Linked DNA regions of Mus musculus: regions 1 and 2 are each linked to region 3. Evidence: chromatin contacts called from public HiCAR-type and capture Hi-C data. All regions are on one chromosome and are shown on one strand. The core of a region is the stretch at or near the end of the contact, and the rest is flanking DNA. Distances in the headings are between cores, read along the strand shown.

What was found. HiCAR-type assays count read pairs that join an accessible place to other places. Capture Hi-C pulls out chosen DNA fragments and counts their contacts.
Region 1: a contact with region 3 is called in a HiCAR-type map of astrocytes, with 2.4 times the contacts expected there. The contact joins the promoter of Selenok here to the promoter of Cacna1d in region 3. A contact is called at or near these places in 3 of 39 promoter capture datasets (hippocampal neurons, liver and pre-B cells) and 1 of 115 datasets of contacts at active chromatin or transcription factors (astrocytes).
Region 2: a contact with region 3 is called in a capture Hi-C map of macrophages, with 2.8 times the contacts expected there. The contact joins the promoter of Chdh here to the promoter of Cacna1d in region 3. A contact is called at or near these places in 6 of 39 promoter capture datasets (the 3T3-L1 cell line, epiblast stem cells, hippocampal neurons and 3 more), 1 of 484 Hi-C or Micro-C datasets (liver), 1 of 115 datasets of contacts at active chromatin or transcription factors (embryonic forebrain) and 5 of 9 other capture datasets (adipose tissue, embryonic stem cells, liver and 2 more).

What each region holds. Positions count from the first base shown.
Region 1 is chr14:29,965,763-29,970,493 of GRCm38.p6, forward strand. Selenok (selenoprotein K) reads left to right here and starts at 2,618. Exons shown (of 5, transcript NM_019979.2): 1 at 2,618-2,774; 2 at 4,264-4,354. The coding sequence starts at 2,756.
Region 2 is chr14:30,007,475-30,012,112 of GRCm38.p6, forward strand. Chdh (choline dehydrogenase) reads left to right here and starts at 1,526. Exons shown (of 8, transcript NM_001136240.1): 1 at 1,526-1,759. It overlaps Il17rb (interleukin 17 receptor B), which reads right to left and starts at 1,422. Exons shown (of 11, transcript NM_019583.3): 1 at 1,258-1,422. The coding sequence starts at 1,317.
Region 3 is chr14:30,350,219-30,354,990 of GRCm38.p6, forward strand. Cacna1d (calcium channel, voltage-dependent, L type, alpha 1D subunit) reads right to left here and starts at 3,268. Exons shown (of 47, transcript NM_001083616.2): 1 at 2,707-3,268; 2 at 422-731. The coding sequence starts at 2,773.

The sequences.
Region 1 (4,731 bases), core at 1,368-3,867, 390 kb before region 3:
CATGGGCATCAACTATGCAAGTGATACACAGACACACACACACATATATATATACAGGCCAAACACACACACAAATTTAAGTTTAATTAATTCTTCAAAGCCAGACATATTCCCATCAAATATAAGTGAGAAATTGTGAAAGGCTTTGCACGTTGAGGAAAACCTTAGGAGAACTGAACCCAAGAAGAGCAGTAGGTAGAGAAGTTCTCCTTAGGAGAAACTGTGCACATAAGCAAGAATTCAGGAAAACAAAGGGTCTATTGAGGAACTAGAAACCAGAGAGAATAATCTAAGTGGTATCAAAGGAACCTCCCACAGCTAACCAGGGCGTTATGTGGAAGGTGGTGGCTAAAAGGCTAATGAGCAGATTGGTGAGGCTGTATTGAACTGGCAGCCAGAAGTAACACAGGTTGAAACACAGGGAGGCTAGGGATAGTTTGGGATATCACTGCATTAAGGTGCAGGAATAAAATCTAAAGAGGAATGAAGAGGAAGTAACTGGCCTGAGATCCGGGGTTTGCTCCCTTCCTTGTGTGGCTACTGGTGCTGTTTGTTTGTTGAGACAAGGTCTCACTGTGTAACGCCTGCTGGATGGAAACTTGCTATGTAACTCAAACTGACCTCAACTCACAGGACTGCAGCCTAAGCCTTCCAACTGCTCGGCTTACAAGTGTGCACCACCACACCTTGTACAGGGGTACCAGGCGGATGAGGTTCCTGATCCCTTAGCGTTTACTAATGAAGAGTGACAACACTAAATAATCAGGTTAGTAATTCCATGTTGTGATAAGGACTATGAATAAACTGACCAGAGATGAGGAATCAAGGAGAGACACTCAAATGATGACACTCGGGCTGACAACTGAAGGGGAAAGGATGGGGAACTGTCGGTGAGTCAGTTAACGTGTTACAGGAAGAATAGCTATGTGCACGTTCAGGGAGATGAAAAGACTTAGGGCACTCACAAAACTGTAAAAAAAAAAAAAAAATTATTGCCAGAGTGTGTTTTGGGTGGGAATGTGTAGCAGAAGCTAAAATCAAGTGAACAGGTCAGGCTATATCAGTGGATACTGAAAAGGACCTAGTTTGTAAGAGCAATGGGAGATCACTACATTTTAGTGTCTAAAGGGTTTTAAGCAAAACAAAGTTTTGTTTTGTTTTTTTTAAATAAATCATTCTTGTTGCAGTCTGACAAAAGTATAACCAGGGATTTCAGTTAGAAGGAAAAGAGAGCACAGAGAGTGAGAGGCAACGTCATGGTTTAAGCCCAGGTCTAGAAAGGCCCTTGAGAAAAATCACGGACCCAGGTTGGGAAGAGAGCTCGGTGGGTAAAGTGACTGCTACACAGACATGAGGGCCTGGATTTTAGAATCCCCAGCAGTCATGTAAAAGCCAACAGTGGTTGCACACAACTCAGACCTATCCTGGAGGATGAGACAGGCAGATGGCCAGAGCTCCCTAGCCAGTCCAATAAGGTGGAAAACACCCAACTCTCCCTTTCTGTACTGACTGCACACCTCATTCCTCCCTTCCCCTCTCCTCACCCCCACTCCCCGCACCACAAAGGAAACACAACAGGGGCAGCAAGGAATTTTCTTCAAACTTACTGGATGCCCAAGACCTGCCTTCTAACGCATATGTCACGTCTACAATGCTGACAAGCAGAGGAAATTGTCATTCTGAAGTTCATTTGATTTTCCCTAGTTGTGTCTCTACAGCTATTAAAAATGCCACTTCTTAGCTGGGTGTTGGTTACACCTTTAGTCCCAGCACTTGGGAGGCAAGAGACAGGTGGATCTCTGAGTTCAAGAACAGCCTGCTCTACAGAGCTAGTTACAGGGCAGCCAGGGCTACACAGAAAAACAGTCTCGAAAAATAACAAATTCCACTTCTTGAACTTATACAGATCCACCTGCCTATGCCACATGAGTACTGGTATAGGCCTGGTCTACAAAGTGAGTTCAAGGGCAGCCTGGGATACACAGATCCCAAATCAAAAACAAACAAAAACAAGACAAAAGACAAAAACAAAAACCAGCTGGGTGTGGTGAGGCTTGTCTTTCATCCCTGCGCTACGGAGGCAGAGGCAGGCAGATCTTTGCGTTTAGGGCCAGCCTCGTCTACAATGTGAGCTCAGAGCCAGGAATACAGTGTGAGTCCTGTTTCAAAAAAGCAAAACAAATAAACTGAGAGCAGAAATAACCGGCTTAAAGGGAATACGGTCCAGAGGGACTTAAAAGTGAGTTCAGCAAAACCTGATGGTTAAAGCTCTTCATGTCCCAGACACCGCCTCAGAGCCTCTCCCTGCCACTCCAAAAGACAGCAACACATCTGGAAAGCTGAGGAACGTTCCGCCCTCCAAGCCCTTCGAGCCACCTCGGACCCGAACCCTGCGCGTGTCTGCCAACTAGCAAGCAACTTCCGGTCGGCAGTGCTGTGGCCTCAAAGACTCTCGGTCAAACCGGAACCAAGTGAGGGGGGTGGGGAAAAGGACCCTCAAACAATGTTTCTCCTAGACGTCATATCCGGTCTCCTGACTCAGGCAGTATCCACGCCAGCGGAAGTTACTTGTGTGACTGGGCGGAACCTCTAGTCAGGAGTGGTCTCCCAGCAGCCAATGGGCTCGACCCACCTCTAGCCTGACTTGGGTCTGTCAGTGGCCTGTGACGTACAGGGCGGGGCGGGAGGCTAGGTACGGCGACAACAGGGGCGTCCGGTCTTCTCTGTCGCTAGGAAGCAGGCAACCGGAGGGAAGATGGTTTACATCTCGAATGGTGAGTGAGAGCCTTACCCTGGGCCGCTTCTGTCCTGACTCGCCGGGTCCTGAGCTTGGGGCGGCCTCCCCCACACCAGTGGCCGGAAGGAGTGGGAAGCGGAGGCGGTGGGAGCCGAGGCGCAGCCCAGAAGGTCCCCGGGTGCCGCTGGGGGACCCTGAAGCCTCCTGGTACAGCCAATTTTCCGATTGTGGGTTTGCGATAGTGATCCCGGGCGCGGGTGTCCTTAACCCGGGAATGACAGAGACGCTAACCCGGTCCGGATACAACGCGCTTTTGTTTGGGCCGCTAGAGCCGCGTTCTTTGCCTAGCATCTCTTTCATCCTTGTAACTGTTCTATTCAGATGGTGTATTTCTATCCCTGTTTTTCGGATGCAGACTGAGACATAGATTGACTAGCTCGCTAAAGATCACAAAGGCAATATGAAATTTAGGTTAAATTGAACTCAGGTTGGCTCCAGTATTACCTACCATACTGCCTCTATAATGCGTACAATAATGATGGCGATGGTGGTGATGCAGGACTAGCAAGAATATGAAAAAAATAAATAAAATCTGGAGACAGGGTCTCACTTTGTAGTTTTATCTGCCCTGTAACTCACTGTGTACGCTAAGGTGGCCACTAACTCCCAAAGATCCTCCTGCCTCTGACTCCGGAGTAGTGGGATTAAATTAAAGGCAAGCACCACCACGCCAGGCAATACAAAAGTTGTGACAGATTTTTCTCCCCTAAAAGTGTAGCTAGTCCTAAGCCCAAGACTTTACCCAGTTTGAAAGAACTTGGGAAGCAAGTCTCCAATTACTGGAAAAGAAAAAAATACAGCCTGAGAAGGTCGTATCAGTGCCAGAACCATCTGCCCACCTGTGTGACTTAGGTGAGACTCCTTGGCGCATTTCTACAAGACTCTCTTGGGGCCCTGGAAATAGGTGTGGTTGTATCAGATTCATCTCTGTATCTCTAGAGAGTAGGGCGATTAGCAGAAGTCTTAGGGCTGAGAGCACTTTGAATTTCTCGGCTTTTTTCAGGATTTCACCTCCTGATTACAAAGCTTTGGGATAGGTGGTGTGATGGGCACTACAGGAAGCATCATCATTCCATCTTCAGTTTCGAGCGCTCGCAGATTCTGTTATTTGCAATTTAGGTCACTAGCTCATACAGCTATGCACTCAAAAGTGATCAGTGTTCTTCTGCTGCATCCATCTCGCCACTAAAATGTCATGTGCATTTTACCAGTGAGAAGGAGATGGCAAAGAGATGCCTAGAATGAGTTCGCCTCCGAGAATTACATACTGAAAGTAGACATCTATCGAAGGAGTGAACGCTAGATCCCAGAGTTTGACTGCACTCACAGTGGACCTCTGATGTTGACTGGCTTGAAGAAGCCAACAAGTCAAAAGCTGAGCTCATTGGTGTTGCTCCGCTGATTAAAGGCAGCGCCGAGTTGTGGACTTGTGGCACTTACCTCAGTTTCTTTCTTTAATTCTGTAGGTCAGGTGTTGGACAGCAGGAATCAGTCCCCATGGAGAGTGTCTTTCCTAACAGACTTCTTCTGGGGAATAGCAGAATTCGTGGTTTTCTTGTAAGTATAAAAGCATTTCTTTAATTGAGACCAAGTGTTGCTATTTAGTCTCATAGCTGGTTTAGTGTTATAGAGAGTCTAAGCTGTTCTGGAAGTCATTGTAGTCACCCCGCCTTAGCCTCCTAAGTGTTGAAATTACAAGAATGTGCCACCACTCCTGGTTCTGAACTTTTAATGAAGGGTTAGTTGATAATGGGGAAAAAAAAATGTCGACTTCTCAGGCATTTTAAGCAGTTCTGTATTAGATGAGGTCTCAGGCATTTTAAGTAGTTGTGTATTAGATGAGGGGTGGTGTCTGACCATTACGTGCTGTGCTACCTAAACTGCCAGCCAGTTACTACCAGGTCTTACTTACCCTGAATTGAGTAAATATTTGA
Region 2 (4,638 bases), core at 276-2,775, 340 kb before region 3:
GCTATGCAAAGAGGAGAAGAAAGCGGGGAGCAATGACTGCAGCCCGCAGGACACACACACACACACACACACAAGCTCATATCATACTTCTGAATGATCCAGAACTCAGCTGAGCTACTTAGAAATCCGTTGGGGACAGTGACCTCATCTTTCTAAAACAGCTTTCAAAAAAGTAAAACCCCCCTACTGTCTACGAAAGGCCAGTTACTAAACCCTTTGACGTTTCCATTAAAAGGGAAGAGTACTAGTTTGGAAATAGTATATTGAGCCTAAAACATTTATTTTAGTTGTCAGTAATCTTCAGTGGCAAGACACAATGTGACAAACCCAAAGGACTCTTAAGATCTCAGCTCTCTCATTTCCAAAACCTTGGTGAAGGCAGAAAGCAGAGGTTTTGATGGAGCAAATGGGGTTTGGATGATGTCATCCACTGTCCTTTGCTTTGTGACATTCTCTTATTAAGCAAATGAGCCACCTACTAGGAACCAAGTTCTACTTGAATGGGAGCAAGACAAGGTGTGTAGGAAAAGCCAGGTGAGGGCTCTACATTTTGCAGAGTTCATTCAATGTTCTTCACAGCTGCCCCCAGGACAGTTTTTTTCTCTTGCACAGAGACGGCAAGGGCTTCAGGACACCATAAATAAGCTGTGACTTTCCACAGTCACCAAGGATGCCTTCCAATGTGTGAAGAGAGCAGGGCTTGCATCTGAATGCCTTGTTGAGGATGCGCTTTTCCCTCCTAGAAAGATTCTTTCATTCATGGGGACTGGAGAAGAAAGGAAAGCTGCCTTCAGGAGTTAACATGGCCCTAGACAGAAAGGAAAAGCAAGCAAGCAAACTGATGCAGGCTGTCTGTTGACCCAAGAGGTGGGCAGCACAGATGTAAGCAGTACTGTCTTGTTTGTCATCATTAACCCAGGACAAGGCATACCTGTGTGAGTTGAGTACCACCCTTTTTCTTTTTGAGGAGAATACTACGACTCAAATGCCCAGGTGGCATCTGTGACAGTTCTAAACCTCATTCCCCTGGGAAGCAGTCTGACAACTGATACCTTCCAGGATGGCAATAGATGGGTGGTGTGAGTTCAAGACCCATCGCGGTTAGCTCAGGGGTGCAAACTGGCCCCTTTCTAAGGATGGTTCATGGACAATTCCTTGACAGTTGAGCTGGCAGGTTTTCAGGCGCTTGTCGCTTGTCAGGGTTCAGCTAAACGGATGGGAACCGAAAGGGTGCCCACAATGGAGGGGGATGCTTACCGGCTCTCGAGGCAGGGCGCTCCTGCACGATGCAGCCAAGATCAGCAACACTAGCAACATGGCCCGGCCACTGGCCACCGCCCACCACCACGCGGAGCTGGGGCCAGAGGTCCAGGGTCCTCTTATCCAGGCGCCCGCCGCAGTTCTCCGGGCTCCGCCTCCCACAGTACCGCCCTGCCCAAGCCGGCGCTGGCCTGGTCCCAAGACAGTAAAGTGGCCGCCTTGTCGCCCTCGGGGCTCGCGGGGGTAGGCGGGGTGCGAATGACTCAGGCCCGGGAGGACTGAAGCTCCAGCAGGCGCGGGGCGTGTCGAGCCCCGCGCACAGGTGTGTGCCGCAGGCCAGGTGGGGCGACCGCACCCGCGCCTGGAGCCAGACGGAGCAGCTCGCGGCACTCCCGGGACGCCAGTTAAAGAGCAGCGGGCGAGGATCAGCGGCCACTGCCTTCTCGGCTCTCCTGGCTCCTGTCCTTCGCGTCCTGGCCCAGGTGCGGAGTTGTCCCGGGTGAGTAGCTAGCTTTTCAGGTCCTAGGCTGGGTGAGGACCTGAAGCGGAGGGGCTCAAGCCACTGAAACCTTCTGGGTTTTGAGAGAACTAGCGACAGGAACTTAACAGTTACAAGGTAACAGTGATAGGAATCTCCACCCCTGGCCTCTCAGGCTTTCTGGTTAAGTGTACTCCTATAGAATGAGGCCTGGCGGTTACATCTGGGGTCCCGAAGCTGGTGTCTCAGCACTGTGGGTTCCGAGCTAAGGTTCTGACATTTGGCAGTGCTGCTTCTGCCTGAGTGAGATCTGCCCGACTCTCCACCACCTCTCGGACCTTAATTTTGGGAAGGTGGGCCAGGGACCATCCTTTTGAGATGAAATGGCTTGAGAGGGGGATAGCCCAGTATCATTTGGGGTTAGAGAAAGGGCTACAGAGCCTGGAATTCTGCTGCTTCAGCCCTTCCTATATCGTTAGCAGAGCTGGGCTCACCAGACACGTAGACAGTGGAATTGGAGAGAGCTTCAGGCACAAGTCCTGCTTCTCCCTGCTAAGAGGTTGGGTGGAGTCAAGTGGCTGTATTTGCTGAAGCCCGACTGGGATACAGACTAAATTCATCAGTGAGACAGACTTCAGGTGAAGATTCTGGTTTTGATTCACCTGGAGAAGGCTCCGTCCCTAGCCTCTGTTGGATTGCAAGGAATAGTTTCCTGAGAAACTTGTTCTGGTGCCTGACCAAGGAGATTGACAGAAGGGAGGTTGTAGCCCCACCCTCGCCTGGAACTGGGCCATCCTGGGCTCCCACTCAACCTCAGCGAGCCGTTCAGGCTCAGTGGTTCCTGGGAACAATAAGCTTTCATAGCAGCCTTTCTGACCGGTAAACCCTTGCCTGCTACCAGGGTGCAAAGGTGCATGCTCTTGGCATGGAGCTGAGCACTGTGACAGGAACATGCAAGGCCAGAGTACCTGCCCTGGTGGGAAGACAAAATGGAGACGGCCTTGTTTTCCAGCTTCTATCTGAGAACTTTGCCCTATGGGGCTGAGGAGCCAGGCAGATGTTTAGATAACAATCAGTTTCCAGTTTTGAAAAACAGCCCATGGGGCTGTGCAGAGCAAGTAGAGAGCACTCCCTCTCAGCTGAGCAAGTCACAGCCGATTGCCAACACGTGTTTACTCGGTGAGTAGCTGAGTGCCAGTCCCTGGGCTGCTCTGGCAGAACACAGCCTGCTGTAGTCAGCTCAAGGCAAAAGGCAAGGGGCTTTGGGACAGCAGGGATAGAGAGGTCAGGTCCAGGGACAAGTCAGCCATTTCTTGGCCCCTGAGACAGAAAGGCGGGCAGGAAAGTTCTTGATGTCACATGCACACAGAAACTGGAGCGACCTCTCCTGACCTTGGCAAGGGGAGGTGGGACAAACATAAGGAATTGGGTACTTGATTGGCTTGTTTTGAGAAATGGCTCAGGGCAGCTAGTTGGGTTTCTTATCCCGGAGAAGAATCTGGTGGCAAAGGAGAGAGGAAGAGTTGGGTGAAGGGGGTAGAAAGGGGTGGAAGATATGGGAGAATACTCAGGCAAGGATGCCAGGACAGCCTCCGAACACTGCCTGAGAAGTGCCACCAACCCACCTCCAAGGCCAGTGATGACAGGCTTAGAGAGGACACTGCCCTGTCTCTGGGTCAGGGGCATGTATCCCGTGGCCCATGTGCAGTGGAACAATATGCAAGCAAGGCCCTGCAGCTACAGACGGGGTTATAGCTGGGCGAAGAGCCTGTACCTGCCTGTCTTCAGGACTCTAACTTGCCACAAGTGCCCTCCTTACCCCCAGAGTGATGCAAGTTGATTGAACATTTGGCTTCTAAGATAACCAGCTGGAGTGGACCCACCTGCTTACATGCCTAAGCCTGGCCACCAGAGGCAGGGCCACAGAAGTAAAGAAGGCTTGGCTATTTCACATGGATGTATGGCAAGCTGCTGCTCTCCTCAGAGCCTCAGTTTCCTTTCCTGTACAATTAAATGAGGGAGCCATCATAGTGAAGAGGTGTCTGGAATCTGACGGAAGCAATCTTCAGAGACTCCACATGCTGCCCGTAGTCATGCATTCTGTCTGCAGGGCTACTAGAGCTACTTGGCACTGGGAACCTTCATGTCCAGGGGTTCAACGGCTGCTCATTAAATCCCAGAACAAATGAATAAATGAGCACGTGCCTTCCCCCAAGGCCATGCCTGAGCCTGTACACCTGGGAAGATTGCTTTGGCTTTCTTCTATCCTGTAGGAGAAGGCTGTAGTGTGGTATGGCCAGAGCCTGGAGGATGACTCTCTCCATCACCCACACTTCCAGCAGGTCTGTGTGGCCACTGCAGCTGAGACTCCAAACCTCCAGGTTTCCTGGCTCTACGACTCACTTGCTATCACTTGGCCATGGCCAAAGCTCTTGGTCTCTTGCCACCTCAGTTTCCCCAAGAAACTGACATTACCTGTCACTCTAGCAGAGCCATCAGGAAACTCAGAAGAAAACAGAGTCAGAGGAAAGCAAGTTGAAAGGTTTAAATTTGCTGCGTAGATTTTGAGCAGGGGCGACAAGACGGTTAAATTTTTTTTTTATTCTAATATCTCCATGTTCTCAAATGGAAAAATTCCCTCAGACCTATACATAAGCTCTGCTGTGTCCGTCCTGGAGAGAACAGGGCCCTGAGGGTTGTTGACATGCCCCGAGGCTAGCTTCCACCCACACAGGTGGAATTTTCCATTTTGTTTTTTTGCAAATATTAATCAAGTCTCTGGGCGGTTAACAGTAGACTCATTGTCTCGTGAGGAGGGAGCTGGTTCTGGCGAATGCCAGCTGCCTGCCAGGGCTCTTGGACTGGCCCTAGCTGGGATAGCAGCCACTGGAGCATTCCTG
Region 3 (4,772 bases), core at 2,018-4,517:
AGCATACCAAATTTTCAACAAATTAAAATGCATATAACTGCCCCCAAAACAATAACAGCTTCAGACCTATCCAGTGTTCTATGACCAAAGGTCTCGTTCATATTCTAACTCCCTACCACTATGAAGTTGCAATCTTCACTTCCCCCCCCCCACACACACACACAGCACTACATACATACACACACACACACACGCACACACGCACACACACGCACACACACAGGCTAAATATACTCATGGACACACCCTCTGCAAGCTGGGGAGACAGGAAGCCGTAGCCCATGAAGCCCCTTGCCTGCAGTTGCCACCATTGCTCACATTCCAGACTGCTAAGGCTCTGAGAAGTGTCACTGCAGAAAGCAAATCCTTTTGAAGCACAGATGGCAAATGAGAAAGACTTCCCACAGAAAAAAAAGGATACTTCCATTCCACTATACTAATGCAGGCTCTTCGGATGGGGTTATTGAGGGATAAACAGAAAAGGGCACGGGCAGGTCGGCTGTTAGACGAGTTACCCTGTTTTTTGCTCTTGGCGTATTGCTGACGTTTTCTTTGGGAGAGAGATCCTACAGGTGGGGGTGCAGAGGTGCTCATGGTCTGGGCGGCCTTGGCCTGTCTAGCAGCATCGATTGCAGCTTGCCAAGATAGGACAGTTTGCTTGGAGCTGTTGGGCTGAGAAGTTGGTCCTTCACCAGAAATAGGGAGTCTGGTGCCTCTTGCATAGTTTGCCTCTGAGGAGAGGAGAAAAGAGATTATTCCTTTTGGAAAAAAAAAAAAGAAGAAGAAGAAGAAGAAGACTTCAATCCATACTATCTTTTTAAAAAGCAAAAGTGTCTCCCATCTTGCATTTCCCATTTTGAACCTTCTGTCACAAGTAGTGGGGTTTGGCCAGGCAATGCAAAAGTCACCAGAGCTCTACTCTGAGCATCAGTCATGCAGGGCCATTGTTGTGCCACACCTAACCACACTGGTACTCTTCCATACCTGTGTCTTCAAAAGGAATCTTTTAGTGCATCTCTTCTGACAAACTGAGGCCATTCTCACAGTGATCCCGTGTCTTTTCCTGACTTTGAAAACACATGTATCTCTCATGGCTTAACAGATATACACAACTCCCTTTCTCAAAAAGTAATTACCAACACACACACACACACACACACACACACACACACACGCACACACGCGGGCACACGTACACACACACTCAACCAATAATTCAGTAGTTTTAACCACTTTTAGACTATTCCTCCAAAAGCTCTCCATAGCCATATATGCAATTTTTTCTACATGGGAAAAAAAAAAAAAACCTCTTTACTGGCACCAGGCAATACCAAAAGCCCCACAACAAATATCTAGATTATGCATTAACACTTCCTACAAATGAAAATTCATGATGCTTGGGACTCATTTCCTCCACAAGCTTCAGAAAACAGAAAAACATCTTTAAGGCTTTTTTATTATTATTATTGCATTTTAAATTGCAGCAGCAGCAGCCAAGCCAGCATCTAATCGGCCTGCACCCTAAGAGTCAGGGTGCATTATGTCAGGGAACCTCAAGGCCTATGCAATAATTATCTCAGTGTAGAGTAGCATCCAGGTACTCCCAGGGCAAAATACTCAAAAGCGGGCGGGGGAGGGGGGAAGGGGAGGGCATGGGATGGAGGGTGTCCCTTCATGTATAGAGCTCGCCTCACTGTGGGTCTGGTCATTCCTTGGAAGATGGACATTGGGCCACCATCACCTCTGCTGAAGCAGATGTCAAAGTGAGAGTGGTGTCAGAGGTTGGAAATCGGGCGTTTGCAAAACCAATTATCACTAAGTAAAGAGTCAAAGCAAGCACAGGTCTCCTGCCCTACTGTCCTTAAGCCTGGGACAGAGCAAAGCAGGCAGGTGGCACTCAATCTGAGATCAGGGACTAGTTTTGCCAAGCGGTTCCTTTGAGAAGCGCTCACCGGAAAAGGCTTCAAGAAAACCAGGGCTGGGAAATGCTAACGACCTCCATGAAGGGAACCTGGCCAAAAGCACCCCAGCCTTCTTAGACCCGGCCCCCGCTGGTGTGGAAACTGCACGTGGTGAGTTGCAGAGCCCCACAGCGGCAGCAACTCTCTGGGCATTGCTAGGTTACCGACGTGTGCACAGGAGGCACAGGGAGCGGGAATACACGCTCCACCCGACCCTGTTCCCTCAGATCCCAAGACCCGGGGCTTCTCCCATGAGATGATGGGACCAAGCGACCCAAGGGGTAAACCTGGAACAGTCCTAGAATTTTCCTGATGCTACTAAGGACCTTCTTCTTAGTCAACCAGAGGCGCGGGAGATAGGGGGAGGCTGGAAAAAGGGTTCAGGCTGAAGACTAACACCTCCTCTTCCATCGCTCAGGGGCGATGAAAGAGGAAAGTTGAGCCCGAGCACACTGAACCCGGATCACCTCACTCTTGCCCCTTGGCTCCACAGTACTCCACACACACCCAAATGGCCGCCCCCACCCCAGCAAATGCAGAATTAACTGACATTCACGGCCTGAAGAGGAGAACGGAGTAGCTGCCGCGCATCACCCCTTTCTATGTAGATGACACCAAGCCAAAAGCATCATTTCCAACCCCCTCAACCCACCCAACGCATCGGAGATGGGGGGTTGGGGGTGGGAAGAGTAGGATCATGATAGGATGAGGTTTGGCAGCGGGTACCCAAGCTCAGGCTGCTCACCGTTCGCATGGTCCTCTTGGTGCTGCCGTTGATGTTGCATTTTTTTCATCATCATCATCATCATCATCCACGAACATTTATTGAGCGCCTACTGTGTGCAGGGCACTATGCTCAGGGTTAGGGAGGGGGAGGAACGGATATGGGAGGTTACGGATAGGTAGGAGCCGCGGTCCCTGCCCTTATTTTCGCTTCAGCAGGGGGTGGGGAAGGACAGAGACAAATAACCAAAAATAAAGATAATTTATAAAAACCGCCTGCCACCCACGCTCCTTCTTTTTTTTTTGAAAAATGGAGCAAAATAAACTTTTTGTAAAAAATAAAATCAGATGTATATATTATCTTAGTAATATATACATGTAATTTTTTATTTTTTTTATTTTTTTTTACTGCAAAGGAGAATTGGCTTGGTCCCCTCCTCTAGCGGAGGGACACCGTGGTGGTGCCCGCCCGGCCTGCCGGGCCGCTCGGCGCGCCCCCCATGCCGCCCGTCCGCCCGCCCGCCGCGGTGCCCGGTGCCCCGCCGCCGCCGCCGCCGCCCGCGCCGCCGCTGGCTCGGGACCGCGGGCAGCCGGAGCTCACATCCGGGGACGGAGGCGCTCGCCCGCCCGCCCGCCCGCCCGCTCCGCGCCCGCCGCGCCGCGCTGCACGCCGGCTTCGCCCTGGCGACGCTGCGCGCCCGCCGCCGCCGTCCCCCGCCCTCCCCCGCGCGCCCGGGCCTCCCACCGGCCGCGCCGCGCCCCAGCTGCCCGCCTGCGGCCCACGCGCCCCCCGGACTCCACGGCGCGCGACTCGGACGCCGCCACCCCCAGGCTGGCGCGGCTGACCGAGGGTTAAGTGCGCTGCGGCCGCCGACAGCCCGGTTAACCCCCTCGGCGCCGCCGCGCGGGCGCCCCTTCCCCGAGCCAGGCCCGTGGGGCCCCGTGCCTGCTGCTAGGGGCGCCGATGCGCCGCTCCTCTACACGGCGTCCCCAAGCGGAGGCTGCTGGGGTCCCCTGGGGTCCGCTGGGCTGGCTCTGGTGGCCTTCGCACTCTCACACCTGGGGGAGGCCCCGCCCCCCTCCCCCCAGGAACCCAGGTGCCCGCAGGCGATCGCTGCTGCTGCAGCATCAAAGCTCAGGGTTCGAGGGCTCTGCTTGGACTGGACAGGCGTCCCCCAGCTCTTACACCGTTTCTTCCAGTTTAGAGGTGCAAAGAGATGGGGGGCTTGTTCTTTGGGGAGCACTGACTGTCCTCAGAGATCTGCCCTCAGCCCTGAATCCCGTCCTCCCTCCCTTATGCATACGTGGCGGTGGGCTCCCTCCCTCTCGCCATCACCTCCACGTGTATTTGGAGACAGGTACAGAGAAGTAACAGCCAAGGTCTTTCAAACTGCTAGTGTGGAGAGGTAGACTGTGCAGCTCAAATTGATGACTCGTTTAGGAATTAATACTTTTTTTTGTACCTTCTCGGCCTCCTGTTTGTAGTGGGGGAGGTCTACAGGCCCCAGCTCCGTCTGGAGGGGGAAATACTGTATCTAGTGGATGACTGATATTTTTCATTTAGCTTTGTGCTGGCTGTTGGGAAAAGGCGTCTGCTTTGTTACTTTGCAGGATTCGATTTATTTGCCTTTGTTCGGATCTGCTTGTTCCTACGGAGTTTTAGAACGTTTGAGAACAGTGTCTTTAAAGCAAAAGGCTCAGCGTGAATTAAGAAAATAAATGTTTCTGGGAAGGTGCTCCTTGCTCAAAGAGGACACACCGAGCATCTCTGATTGTTGCAGGGGGGATCCACCTGGGAAGAATGACTCTCCAGGGGTCTTCCTGAGAGAGGGGTGTCTAGTTAGGATAGAGGAAAACAACCATGCTTGCCTGCTTTTTCACTTGGCTCTTTGGAGAGTGGCAGGATTGGGAAGCAGCCTGTGGCCTGTGTAAAAGAAAGCTGGTCTGAGCAACCTCACCTGTGCTGGTGCTTAGCTGAAATCAAAAAGGATGCAAGAACATATCCTTTGATAGGTCAGATTTGCAAGGAAGCACGTGTGTCACTATCAGAATTCCAGGTCTATAGCTTATCCTCTGGAGACTTCTACA